2 separate regions of the Anas platyrhynchos genome follow, and region 2 is linked to region 1. Evidence: chromatin contacts called from public Hi-C data. All regions are on one chromosome and are shown on one strand. The core of a region is the stretch at or near the end of the contact, and the rest is flanking DNA. Distances in the headings are between cores, read along the strand shown.

Region 1 (3,382 bases), core at 641-3,140:
GCAGACCTGCCTGTCGGTCCTGGGCCGAGCACTGCCGGCTTCCCGCCTGGACCTGGCGTGCAGCCTGTCGTGGAACGTGATCCGCTACAGCCTGCAGAAGCTGGCGCTGGTGCGGTGGCTGCTGAAGAGGACCTCTCACCAGTGGCGGGCCAGGGAGGCCACGGCGGGCTCTGAGGACGAGGCCAAGACCAGCGCCCGGGATGCAGCTCTAGCCTATCACAAGCTCCACCAGCTCCACATAACAGGTAGGGGCTGAGGCAACAGAAACACTGGCCTCGTTGAACTAAATGAGAAAGCTCAGGGCTGTTCCTGCAAAGAAAGGGCTCTGCAGGAATGGCTGAAGCAACAGCAGTGTCCTGCTACGTCCTCACCAGCCTGCAGAGGTGGCTTAGGGTCCGTCCCAAGCAGCAGTTGATTGAATCCAGTCGTTTTCTGCCGCTTGGTTCAGTCCTGTCACTTGGGAATGTGATGTGAAAGCAGGGGCTAGGGTTAATTGTTTGGAAAAAAGTCAAATTTCTGAAGCTGTGTGAAGCGCAGATGGCCAGTTGGTGTTGATGCGCTTCGAAAACCTGGGCATGTGCACATGTACTGAGGAAGTGCTTGAATGTTCCTTGTGAACAGTTGTTTTTGCTGCTTCCTTGGCAAACTAATTTGTAATTTTAATAGGCTACAAGCCCATCAGAAATCCAGGTTAAACTTCCTACTCTTGCTGTGTGAACTGTAGTTATGCCACCATGGACAACAATAAAATGCTCTTGTATTTAAGAGTGTCTGTGTAGATATCTGTAGAGGTGTGGACTGCAAAGGAGTTTGGTTCTGTCATGGTGATAAATATAGTGAGATAAAACTTATGGACGTTTTCTGGGGGGAGTAGTTTTTGCTATGGAGGGCATCTTGCAGAAGCACAGCTGTAAATGTCACCCTTAATATCTGTGGAGGGAAGATTTGGTTATAGCTCCTCTGTTGTGGGAAAGCAGACTAGGTGTGGGGCTTGGGGTATCAGCTGGTTCTTATTTGTCTGCCTGGGACAGTGCCCCTACAAACTGCATTGTTATCAAGTAGCTGGTGCTAGCGTGCCTTGGGTTAACCATTCTCCTGTCTCTTCTGGTGCAGGTAAACTTCCCTCCAGCTCCGCTTACTCTGGCTTGCACATGGCCCTGTGCGCCGTGAATCTGGCCGAGTGTGCGGAAGAAAAGATCCCCCCCAGCACCATGGCCGAAATCCACCTGACGGCCGCTGTTGGCTTGAAGACCCGCTGCGGGGGCAAGCTGGGCTTCCTGGCGGTGAGTGAGGGAGTCCTCTGCACCTCCAGGCAGAGCTCTGGGAAGGGCTGCGAGCAGGCACAGCGCCTCTGTTAGCGCTGCTGTTCTGCAGCCTGCAGCCCTGGTCCCTGGTGGTGTGCCTTTCCCTGGGTGCTGTTCTCAGCCCTCGTCTCTCCTTTCCCTAGAGCTACTTCCTGAGCCAGGCTCAGAGCCTTTGCAGCTCGGAGCGCAGCGCCATCCCCGACTCGCTGCGCTGGCTGTGCCACCCCCTGGGACAGAAGTTTTTTGTGGAGCGGAGCTGGACGGTAAAGTCTGCTGCCAAGGAGAGCCTGTACTGCACCCAGAGGAACCCTGGTGAGAGCCGCTCGTGCTCTGGCTGTGTGACCTCCCTGTGCTGTGTTTGTCCTGATAATTAGTAAATCTGATGGCTCATAGTTAGTAAAACCTGTTGTTAAAAAGGCCTTCAAAACTCAGTCTTCGTAAGTCTTTGCAGTAATTCCCTCAGGAATTTCCCTCTACCGCTCTTCCTCTTGCTCCTAAAATGGGATTCTTCGTTACAGCTGCCCTTGTCTCTATCAGGAGGCGTGGCTGCCACTGCAGATAAGAAAAAGTTTGTTTTCTTTCTCTGTAGCGGATCCCATTGCACAAGTTCATCAGGCGTTCTGTGAGAACCTGCTGGAGAGAGCTGTGGATTCACTTGTGAAACCTCAGACTAGGAAAGAGGTGGTGGGACAAGAGGAGGAGGAACAGTGGTAAGTTCCTGTGCTGGGGACTGCTTGGGGCAGCTGTAGACTCTGAAAACTGAGCGGATAATCGTGAACTGAGTGCTCTGTGGCCAGCGGAGTGGTTAGTCTTTAACCAGGGCTTGACACGGCGAGCTGAACCTGACCACCACAGCTTATCAGCAGGGTGAGCTCTGCCTCTTCGTATGAAAACCCCTGCACTCACAGGTGCAGTTCTGACTCGTTACCAGCTGTAACGGGGATTTCTGCTGCTGTCCTGATCGATTCTTGAACTGGGTGGCACTTTCTCTGCCGAGAGCACAATGTTCAGAAACGCTAAAATTAGCATGGCCCTATCGCTTCGGTTGACCAGAGCATGTGTCCAAGGCTGTAGGAGCATAAAGGCTTGGCATGTTAGAGAGTGACCCAGCTGGCTCCCCGCGTTACGCATGAGAAGTATTTTCGTAACTGAACAAAGTGCTGTGTTTACCAGCAGTGAAAAATCAGACTAACCTCCGGCAGGAGTGGGAGAGCAGATGCTGGCTGAAATTGTCGGTGGCTTCTGCCAAGTGATCTCGCCCGATGAAAAATGAAAATTTGTGGGGATCGGAGCAGCTTTTTGTGCTGCGCCATGTCTCCCAAAAGAGCCGGGGTAAATGCCTTAGGTGGGAAGGTGACTTATTTTCTCTGGATGTGTAAGAGAGAACTGTGTACATTTAGCTTTATTTTCAATCTTGCATCTGTTTTCTAGCGTAGTTGCAGACAGGGAGCAGCAGTTCAGTCTAATTGCTTGCACAGTACAATTGCTTGTGGTCACATGCTGCTGGTGGTGAGAAAAGGTAGGAGGACTCGTATGATTGACGTGGGTTGTCAGTGTGCTTGTGGAAGTCCCGTCCTGTCCCTGGGAGGACTGTCTGTACCTAACACAGCCAGCCGTTTTTCTCCCTCTAGGGGCAGGAGCTCAGGATCCTCCTCTGTAGCATGTCCAAGGAAATCAGATCATTGCCACATACTCCAGTTTCTCTGACCAGCACTGTGAATGCATTGTCACTTGCATTCAGATACATTTGCATATATGCAAATAGTCACTAGCAGGAGCGTCGTTCGGCCTCTTCTGGAGGCAGTGATTGAAAGGGAGCCCGTAATCAACTCCTAACATATGTCATGTCCGTCAGCAGATACAAGGCACTGGAGGGGATGCTGGCAGCTTCTGTTCAGTGCTTGTGGAACGTGGGGTGCTGACTAAGTGCTAACGTGGATCATCTTTCACTTGAAAAGTCTATTACGGCCTTTAATCCTCTTGGTGCACTCAGACTAGTCCCTCCCTTGATAGTGGTGCCCCCTTTTTCAAGGACTTAGGGACGGGGGAGCAGGCTGTGCCCTGACTAGGGAGGGTAA
Region 2 (3,416 bases), core at 188-2,687, 36 kb after region 1:
TAATAAATACGATCAGATCTATCCTGGGCCGAAGGTGGTCCCTCTCTGCAGGTAAGGGGAGGGATGCTGCCAGGTGGCTGAAAGATAATGAGATTTGCCAGGTTAAACAAATAGCTTGGCAAGGGAGCATCCACATAACCACAACCACACTGCCACTGCTGTTCGCTATATAGCATAGCTGGCTTCCTGCTAACTTGACGTTCTTAGGCACCAAGGAGACACGGAGATTCTTTAAGTTAGATTCTCACCTCTTAAGCCTATTCATAGCTGCTGGCAGCTGCGGACTTGCTAATCTCAGATATTTATAATGAGAGGCTTAATAGAGTGTAACAAAACCCAGAAAAAGCTCTCCCCACAGAGGCAGATGATTGTCAGCGTATTTCCTTGTCACCAGGCCTTTCTAACAAAGTGAGCCCCAGTGCTTTACCTCTGCCTCTTGCTAGACAGTTTCAGTTAAAGTGTGTCAACGCCTGCACGTGCACTGCCAGTTGAGGTGCCCTCCTACACAGCAATGCCACCGCCATGCAACTGTGGGAAGAATTATGGAGTTTGATGTCTCTTCCACTGGGGTGGGGCGGAAAAAAATGCAGCTGTAGTGTGTGTCTGGGCTTTCCACGGGGAAGAATATTGTCAATACCACGTTTTTCAAAGATCACCCACAACATAGATGAGAAGAACAAAAATCCCAGAATTTCAGTCTCTCTCCCAACCCGCTCTGTCTCTGGAAGCCAGAAGGGATGCACTACTTTGGGGCTCCTTAATCTTACGGACTTTGGCTTTCCCCAGTGGCTTGCAGCTCGGTCTGCCGGTCTGCGAATAGAGGTGCTGTGTTTCGGGTGAAAGCATTGGGCACTCACATGCTGATCTTGAACTCCTTGGGCTCCCTCAGGACGGCCTCCGCCAGCCGCTGCTGCGCGCTCCCGTCCGCGCCCACCAGCTGCGGGCGGCAGGGGGCGCGCTCAGGGCCGGCCCCGCCCCGCGCCCGGCCCCCGGGGGCGGGGCCTCATTTGCATACGGCTGCGACGCGGCCTATCACGGCCCGGGGGGCGTGGCCAGTGGGGGAGGTGGGCGGGGCCAAGGGGAGGTGGGCGGGGCCAAGGGGAGGTGGGCGGGGCCAGCGCGACCGTTGGCGCTGTGGTGATGGGGGGGGGGGGGCAGGGAGGGGGGGGGGTGGCGGGGATGGGGTCGGGGCTGGGATTGGGATCGGGATTGGGGTTGGGATTGGGATTAGGATTAGGGTTGGGATTGGGGTTGGGGTTGGGGTTGGGGTTGGGATTGGGGCAGCCCTACCAGCAGCGCGGCGGAGTTGACGGCCGGCAGCTTGTCGAAGGGCCGCAGCGCCTCCATCCCGCGCCGCCGTTCGAAACGGGCCGCGAGGCTCCGCCCCCGCCGTGACGTCACACGAGGGGCGTGGCTTCGGGAGGGGGCGTGGCTTCGGGGGGGGCGTGGCCTGGGCGGGCGCGCACGTGGGGGGGGGCTGGGGGCTGGGCAGGGGGGGGCCGGGCAGTGTTTGGGTGACGTTTTGGGGTCAAATTCGAAGATTTCCTTGGGTACGCGGTAAATAAAAGGATAAATAGATAAATAAATGGATAGATGGAAAAGTCAATGGATAAATAAATAAATGGATAAATAAACGGATAAATGGAAAAATCAATAGCTAAATAAATAAATGGATAAATAAACGGATAAATAAACGGATAAATAGATAACTACGTGGATAAATAGATAAATAAATAGATAAATAAAAAAACAGGTAAATAAATAAATCAATAGCCTAAGGACGGCTGCTGCTGCTCCCCCAGCCCGGCGGTCCCTCCCCCGGCAGGGGAGGTTTTCGGGGGGGGGTCCCCCCGTCCCCGCGCTGGGGGCAGCCCCCGGAGCCCCGGGGGGGGCAGCGGCCGCCGTTATCCCCGCCTCCCGCCGCCTCCCGGAGCGGCGCCGCTCGGCACCGGCACCGGCAGCGGCAGCGGGGGCGGCGGATGCCGGGGGGAGCGGCCGCAGCCCGAGGAAGGAGGTAGGGGGGTGGCCGGGGCGGGGGGCGGCGGGCCGGGGGCTGTTTGGCCCCAAATTGCCCCCAGCAGGGCAGGGGGGGGGGGTAAAGAGGGGCTGAGGGTGAGCGGCCCCGCGGGGGTTAACGCGGCTTTGGTATCTGCAGCGGTATCGGCTGCGGGAAGGTGACATCTTCCCCCGCGGAGCTCCTTCTTTTAGGCTTTTGGGGTCAAAATCTGCTCATCCCCTCCCCGTGCCCCCACCCCGACACCCTTATGGGGCGCGGGGCAGTGGGGCTGGGAGGATGGAGCGGGGGCTCCGTGGGGCTGCTTGGCACTGCGGCGCATTTCGGATGACAGCTGCCTGAAAAGCGGAGATTTGGGAGGGGAAGGAGCCTCCTGGCTTTTGTGCTGTCACCCGCTGCATCTCGGGGGGTCCAAGCCGCGGTTTCCTCCCCAGGCTGCTGCGTTAAGGAGCCAAAACCCACCGAGGTCTCCCCTGTCGGGCAGGGCAGACACACAGCCAGCATCTGTGCCAATAAGTGGGAGGAAATCTAATTTATTTTTTTCCTCTGATGCCGGCAGATTCTTGCTTATGTTAGCAAGAAGCACGGCTCATTTCAGATTTAACCCCCCCCAAAAAATAAATGCTATTCAGGGGGCAGGAATAAAATCGGCTTCGTTCTCGCGCTTGCTGCTGGCGGTCTTTGTGCAGGCAGGGACGGAGGCTCAGCCGCAGCGGGCATGCAGCAGGCAAACGCTGCTGGGCACGTTGCAAGCGATTGATCGCTGTGGTGTAAACAACAAAAAAATAAAAAAATAAATTAAAAAAAAAAGCCCGGCAAGCTCTGAATGAAATTAGTTACAGTGGCACCGAATTAAGTGTGGGGAGGCTGGGCGCTGCGCCCACTGCTCGTGGCAGAGCCTGGCGGAGCTGCTTTTTGGGCGCTAGGCGAGCTTTCTCCTCTTTTCTGCAGCAGCCATGCCCCACTTCCTGGACTGGTTCGTGCCCGTGTACCTGATGATCTCCATCCTCATCCTGGTGGGCTTTGGGGCCTGCATTTACTACTTCGAGCCCGGACTGCAGGAAGCCCACAAGTGGCGGACGCAGAGGCCGATCATGGAGCGAGACCTGCGGAAGACGCTGATGATTCGGGACAACCTGGCCTTCGGGGTGCCCGAGGTCTGACGCGCTGTCCGCGAGGGGCACGCTCTGGGCACCGCCAGGACAGCCCCTCGGGGTGGCAGGAGGCTGGAGGGGGGGGGATGACAGCCTGTGCCCCGTCCCCTAGGCTTGTGCAGGCCACCAGCTCGGGGCTTTCCACGTGCTCGTAGCCCGTCCTCCAGCCAAGGACTCCTGCTCCCTGCCGTGGACGGTGTCTCCTGCTGCAGGCACACCGCTTTTCTGTGTGGCTGTTGGAGACGGAG

The links. Hi-C and Micro-C count contacts between places; a contact is called where the count stands out from the background.
Region 2: a contact with region 1 is called in a Hi-C map of liver, with 2.6 times the contacts expected there. The contact joins the promoter of CENPM here to the enhancer-like site in region 1. A contact is called at or near these places in 2 of 8 Hi-C or Micro-C datasets (liver and skeletal muscle).

The regions. Positions count from the first base shown.
Region 1 is chr1:42,758,546-42,761,927 of IASCAAS_PekinDuck_T2T, forward strand. SREBF2 (sterol regulatory element binding transcription factor 2) reads left to right here. Exons shown (of 19, transcript XM_027453917.3): 10 at 1-245; 11 at 1,114-1,283; 12 at 1,448-1,616; 13 at 1,894-2,014. Among named protein-coding and RNA genes, the nearest start is that of SREBF2, 11 kb to the left of the region's middle. Within about 2 kb of position 1,891, at least 3 of the 8 cell types and tissues checked have an H3K27ac peak or open chromatin away from gene starts, as enhancers often do.
Region 2 is chr1:42,794,773-42,798,188 of IASCAAS_PekinDuck_T2T, forward strand. CENPM (centromere protein M) reads right to left here and starts at 1,438. Exons shown (of 6, transcript XM_038168304.2): 1 at 1,291-1,438; 2 at 858-937; 3 at 1-77. The coding sequence starts at 1,347. It overlaps SMIM45 (small integral membrane protein 45), which reads left to right and starts at 1,898. Exons shown (of 2, transcript XM_072035661.1): 1 at 1,898-2,014; 2 at 2,969-3,416. The coding sequence starts at 2,971. The coding sequence ends at 3,177.